Regions from separate parts of the Danio rerio genome. Here region 1 is linked to region 2. The links are chromatin contacts, called in public Hi-C maps. All regions are on one chromosome and are shown on one strand. Each heading gives the region's core, a stretch centred on a gene start, on an enhancer-like site or on the middle of the called end of the contact. The rest is flanking DNA. Distances are from core to core; before and after follow the strand shown. Region 1 holds the start of itprid2 (ITPR interacting domain containing 2). Region 2 overlaps cerkl (CERK like autophagy regulator).

Region 1 (3,379 bases), core at 507-3,006, 73 kb before region 2:
GTGAACGTGAACAAAAAAGTCTTCAAGTCTGCATACTTTGTAGAAATTCTGTGAATTAAACAGCACAACCTCAAAAATAAATAAATAAATAAATAATGCATATCAACAGGATGAGTGTTGGCTCTCTATAGAACAAAAAATAATTTATTTGATTTCATATTTTTGCATTTATGAGAAAATAATTTCATTAAGGATGAGACATCTCTCCGTTATAGATATGACCGATGTAAATTTGCCACTTGTGTGACTGATAAATCAAAAAAATTGTTTAAAAACATTGACAGAGATACTTTTGAGCATGTAAAATACTTGCTTACACACACACACACACACACACACACACACACACACACACACACACACACACACACACACACAAAACGTAGAAACAATTTCGGTATTTTGGCGAAAACTTTTTTTTTCATGGCAAGGTTGACATTTGCATGGAACTGCTCATATATGGTTAAACAACAATCAGGCTATGTACTGTAATGTACTCTACTCTGTATCAAATATGAAGCAGCTACACTTAATAGGAACTGACAGAGATAACCATAACTGATGTGCATTAGATATGTAGAAATAAATTTAATAAAATAATAATAAAGCTTTGTTATTTATCCTCTCAGAATAGAACTGGCTGCTTGCTAGGCTAGCTGCTTACCTTAAAAGTCCATATAGTTGTATAGCCATCAGCACACTTGCATAAGATTTACACAAACTCTCCGACGTAGTAGATGTCATTATAGTAGTTTTGTGCATGTTTGTTTGCACATAATTTGCATCAAGCCCTTTTATAGACATCTTGTAAGACTATATAGTTATTTTTACCATTTTACTACAACTGATTTGGCTTTGCCCATATGACAGACGCTAGGTGCTCCGACGACAAGTGTTCAGGTTGAGAACACAATTAAACTACAGCAAAATCTCCAGTCAGACATTTCTTTTCGGATATAAGTGTCATCTTAAGTGATCAAGAAAACACAAAGGCCTTTAAACACTTCTTCCACTTCAGATGAGAGCTTTGGGTGGCGCTGAATTAAGCTCTTCATGCTTTCTTTTATTCCGCTCGCTTGATTAGTAATGCATCAAGAATTCAAAGACTGGGATACTATCAGTGTTATTATCATTCCAATGAACATCACTAAAGTTCAAGCACATCACTAAGGCTTTTTAATGAGGCTATAAACTTCACATTTGATCGCTTTCCAGGCACAAACAGCAGGTGACATGGCCATGGCACAATTATCATAACCATCATCATCATTAGTAATCAGACACATCATCAGTTTGTCATATTAAAGTCATCCGATTAGTTGCAAAACTTTGTTACATAGTCCAGAGGATCATCCATCACCGCGTAAAAGTTCTCTTCACTTTACCTTTTACAAAATATAAATACTAATTTACTCTCTCAATCACGCGCGCATGCTAAACAACTCTATTAGACTCTGTAAATACACTTGAGAAATGAGCGCGTGCTTAAAAACACCATAGGCTGTTGCGCATTTAAATCAGCACGAACAGTATTTCAGTGAGCATCTCCGCGTAAAACAGCTTCAGCCCATCGCGAGATTAGAAAACAAACAGCGAAAGTAACTGTAGCAGAAGATAAAACAAAGCAAAAAAAAAAAAAAGCTGAAAAGCCAAACTTACCATGTCTCGACTGGACGTGATGATGATGATGATGATCGCGCGCTGATATAGAAGTATCTGTGCACTGAATCATCTGCCAAAACTATTCCAAAACTTCAAGTGCAACGCTTCCGCTTCCGGAAAAAAGTATCGAGATGGGCGAGACGAAGCCCAAAAATACGCCTGGCCTGAAACCTGCTGGAAGAAGATAAGCAGTACACCATCCCTACCTCATCCAAACCAATGACTTTAAAACTATAGATCAAAACCAAAAATACAGTACAGTTATTACAGTTACAACAGACAGACAGACAGACAGACAGACAGACAGACAGATAGATAGATAGATAGATAGATAGATAGATAGATAGATAGATAGATAGATAGATAGATAGATAGATAGATAGATAGATAGATAGATAGATAGTGTTGTCTTTAAATGATTCTTGATCTAAATACGCATTATTGTTGTTTCTATTTATTTAAAATTTAAAATTACTTTAATAATAATAAAATCTTATTTTAAGTGAATTTTCACAAACTAATCTCGAGAGGAGCACGTGATTTGATTGTGATTATAAATCAGGGTTATTTTATTTATTATTTCTTTTAATCTGAAGTAAAGAACATTGGTAAACATTTGAAAACATGACAAGATTGTTATGTTAAAATTGAAAGGAACGCCGTAGTTTACAGATAGTTTACAAACTAAAAGAAATATTTTAAATATTATAATATTATTTATTTAATTTGTTTCTGAATTATGCTTCAATCATATTTTTCTCATGTAGAAAACTGGCAAAATAAACTTTAATAATAATAAATACATTTTACTAATGACAACATGTCAGCAAGCATAACTAATGTTTTAATTTGCTGTGATTAAAAAATTATTTTATAAAATATGTTTAGTCTGAAGAAAATACCATTGTTATCGTGTTGAAATGAATAAATAAAATCGTGTAAAATAAATAAAAACATGACAATTTTTCATTCTATATACCAAATTAATAAATCAAAATTTGAAAAAATGTCATATATTTACAGACTAAAACTAAAAGCAATTATATTACATAGAAAAAATATAAACAAAATCATATATTTTTAAAATAGTTGAAGTCAGAATTATTAGCCCCCGTTTGATTTTTTATTTTTTTATTTTTTAAATATTTCCCAAAATGATGTTTAATAGAGCAAGGAAATTTTCACAGTATGTCTGATAATATTTTTTCTTCTGGAGGAAGTCTTATTTGTTTTGTTTTGTGTAGAATAAAAGCAGTTTTAAATTTTTTAAACACTATTTTAAGGACACAATTATTAGCCCCTTTAAACTGTTTTTTTTCCCGACTGTCTACAGGGCAAACCATCCTTATGCAATAACTTGCCTTATTATTCTAACCTGCCTAGTTAACCCAATTAACCTAGTTAAGCCTTTAAATGTCATGTTAAGCTGTATAGAAGTGTCTTGAAAAATATCTAGTAAAATATTATTTACTGTCATCATGGCAAAGATAAAATAAATCAGTTATTAGTAATTAGTTATTATTATGTTTAGAAATGTATTGAAAAAAATCTGCTCTTCGTTAAACAGAAATTTAGGGAAAATAGGGGGGTCTCGTAAACTATATACAAATATTTAAAATATATCATTCTAAAACATGACTTTATTTCATAATTTACATACACACGGTTGCTTTGAGAACAACATATAGAGTTATTTTGAACTGTTTTTATCTACTTT
Region 2 (3,490 bases), core at 97-2,596:
GAATAACAGCTATTTTACCGTCTTTACTTCATCCTCACAGCTGAGTGTCAGCATAATTATAAAAGAAGATGCTTCAATCCTGGTTTGTGGACAATAAATCAGGTTTTTTTTGTATATTAACATAACCGATATCTATACAGCAGGGGATATTAACCTGTATTCTTTCACATTTGCCGTGCAAAAAAAGTTAAACATGCGTGCTGTGTCCACTAAGTGTGAGTGTGTGAACTTTGTAATGACATTGTCTGTGACTCATCGTTGCAGAAAAGCTTGAATTAACTCCAGAACAAATACATCAAATAATCATTGGGAAAGTTCTTACTATAGTATTCGTAGGTAGGTTTACGCGAGAACAACACGGGTGCGAACAGCACTCGCAAGACACATTTGAGATGCAAAAAAGCGCACACAGTGTCCTCTCGCGAATTCGCGAAAACAAAAACTGCAAAAGTAGGTACTTCCCGGGACGTATTTCGAAGTCTCCAGAAATACCATGAGACTACATTTTCAGAATGAGCCTGGGCTGTATAAAATTTACTTTAATGTGTGATAAGACTAAAAAGAGTCATAAACGAATATTTTCTCAATTCAAATGAATAGCGGCTTGGACTCAGAAACTGTATTCCATAAAGTATGTCACCGATACGTCACAACTTAAAAAAAAGTGGATTAGTTACACGTTTATGAATATTCATATCTGCAATAGATTTCACATGAAGATTTAGCTAACAATTTTTGGAAGCATCAACAACAAATCAAATTACGAAGCACCTAAAGACTCCCAGCCCTATATGCCACAGTGAGGGCTATCTGGTGCTCCTGTGGGATGTGTCGGGGTGGACAGATGCTTCTATGAGCTCTGCTGTAGGTATGACTGCAGTATCACTTTCACCCATTTCTGCTTGTGGATTTTTTCCCGCATATTCCCAACGGATCTTCCCCATCTCTCTGTCTGTCACACCCGCCCCCAGATAGACGTGAACGCAGACATAATGGAGGCTCCAAACACATGGTGCTGTTTTTTCCCCTCTCTGGTTAATATTAAGAAAGGTGTTATTGTCCACACTGAGAACTACAATGGCTCTAATTGAACAATATGCATGTGCGTCCTGTGTTTTAACATGGAATAATTAATAGGACGCCTAATTTTATTCTCCAAGCCTCCACTTGGTACTTCTCATTATATGGCGCCTGTGTGAATTAATTGTTCCAATGAAAGCAAGTGTATTGATTTGAAGCCCAAACCTCCACCGCAGTTCCCCGCCTCGTCTAGCGGTTGGAGCAGCTCCTGCCTGGTGATGCCCCTGCTGGAGGGGACAAATCTGGAGAGGGCTGGGTCTCCCCCACTGCTAATGCGCGCTAATGCCAGTCCCTGACACCATGCCAGATGCTCCGCTCTTGGCAGAGGATCTAAGGAAATGTCGAAGCACTCGTCCCCCGTATGGAGATCTCACGGCCGGTAGGAAAGCGGGCGTAGGACAGTGACACTCTTTTTCTCTCGCCCGTTCCATCTCCTGTATGGCCCCCAGATCTCGTACCTCCCCTCGGGCCTGCCGGATCCAGCTTCTCTCCCATCCTGACCTTTCCCACTGCAAGGCCCCAATCTGGGCTTATCTGTTGGAGGGCTCACTCCCCTCGCCAGCCAGTCAGCCAGCCAGGGATTTCAGGGCAAAAATAAGACATCTGTTCTTGAGGATTAGCAAATATTCTGTGCACCCCAGAAAGCCCGTTTGGGTATTGTGGGCTCAGTGAGTGCAACGGTCTGTGGGTTACTTAAGTGCAGTTTGATGGCTATGTTAGGTATGTTGCGACTCTCTTGTCCTCTGTGTGCCTCTTTAAGGGGGCACGGCCAAGTCAACATTCTGTCATGAACAAAACTACTACAGTACCTCCATCTATATCTGTCATAAACCTTAGGTATGACTCATATTTTCATATATTTACTTGTTTAATATGTTTCAATTTCCATCCATTATCTAATTTCTATCCATCCATCTTTCTGTCCAACCATCTATCTATCTATCTATCTATCTATCTATCTATCTATCTATCTATCTATCTATCTATCTATCTATCTATCTATCTATCTATCTATCTATCTATCTATCTATCTATCTATCTATCTATAATCTATCTACATCCATCTGTCAATTAATCTATTATCAAATTTCTATCCATCCAGTCATACTTCTATCCATCCATCCATCTTCCAATTTCCATCCATCCATCCATCCATCCATCTATCCATCCATCCATCCATCAATCCATCCATCCATCCATCCATCCATCCATCCATCCATCCATCCATCCATCCATCCATCCATCCATCCATCCATCCATCCATCCATCTGTCTATCTTCTAATTTCCTTTCCATCCATCCATCCATATTTCAAGTTCCATCCATCCATCTATCCATGCAATCATCCATCCATGCATGCATCCATCCATCCATCCATCCATCTATCCATCCATTTTTTGTCTTTCTTTCTTTCTTTCTTTCTTTCTTTCTCTCTTTCTTTCTTTCTTTCTTTCTTTCTTTCTTTCTTTCTTTCTTTCTTCCAATTTCCATCCATCCATCCATCCATCCATCCATCCATCCATCCATCCATCCTCCAATTTCAATCCATCCATCTGTCCATTTGTCAATCTATCTTCAAATTCCCTTCCTTTCATCCACCCATCTTCCATTTTTCTTTTCTTTTCTTTTCTTTCTTTCTTTCTTTCTTTCTTTTTTAATTTCCTTCCATCTATCCATCAACCAATTCATCCATCCATCTTTCAATTTCCATCCATATATCCATCCATCCTCCAATTTCAATCCATTCATCTGTCCGTTTGTCAATCTATCTTCCAATTTACTTCCATCCATCCATCTTTCAGTTTCTTTCTTTCAGTTTCTTTCTTTCTTTCTTTCTTTCTTTCTTTCTTTCTTTCTTTCTTTCTTTCTTTCTTTCTTTCTTTTGTCTTTGAATTTCACTTTGTAACTGTACTTCAATGCACATAAAGCTGAAATGCAACTCGCCATCCTCAAGTCAAATTAAAAAAAAAATTTAAAATTCAAATTTCAAAGGCCATTTGAATTCTGAATTCTAAATGACACAAACACCCCTGCACTGTAACATGAAGCATTGATGCCTCGCATATCAAACTACCACTGGACGACAATCTCAGTCCTCTCATTAGCGCAGCAGGCGAGTGTTTACGGGCAGTCCTGGGGCTTTTGTTTGCCTCTGAAATCAATGTGTAACCTGACCCAGCTCTCAGGTAATTTACCCCTGATTATGGGAAAAGCGCTCCCCTGTGCCGAATCATCATCCCCACAGGGAGACCCTCAGCCACACCATTCAGATGCTCCTCACCTTTCCCATCAGCACCCTCTGTGCGCTGAGATGGGGGCTGGACAGGGACAGATGTAGGCACTGTGTTGGGTGACATTAGCCGCTCTTGATAGCCCTCAGGGGTAAAACAGCCTTAAGCCTGTGAGTCAGT

Evidence for each region. Hi-C and Micro-C count contacts between places; a contact is called where the count stands out from the background.
Region 1: a Hi-C map of embryo shows a contact between it and region 2, with 1.8 times the contacts expected there. The contact joins the promoter of itprid2 here to the enhancer-like site in region 2. A contact is called at or near these places in 5 of 18 Hi-C or Micro-C datasets (caudal fin, embryo and an unstated tissue) and 1 of 4 datasets of contacts at active chromatin or transcription factors (embryo).

Annotation. Positions count from the first base shown.
Region 1 is chr9:46,044,190-46,047,568 of GRCz12tu, reverse strand. itprid2 (ITPR interacting domain containing 2) reads right to left here and starts at 1,756. Exons shown (of 19, transcript XM_073913157.1): 1 at 1,660-1,756.
Region 2 is chr9:45,970,602-45,974,091 of GRCz12tu, reverse strand. The region is part of intron 2 of cerkl (CERK like autophagy regulator); the gene reads left to right. Among named protein-coding and RNA genes, the nearest start is that of cerkl, 58 kb to the left of the region's middle. Within about 2 kb of position 1,346, at least 7 of the 62 cell types and tissues checked have an H3K27ac peak or open chromatin away from gene starts, as enhancers often do.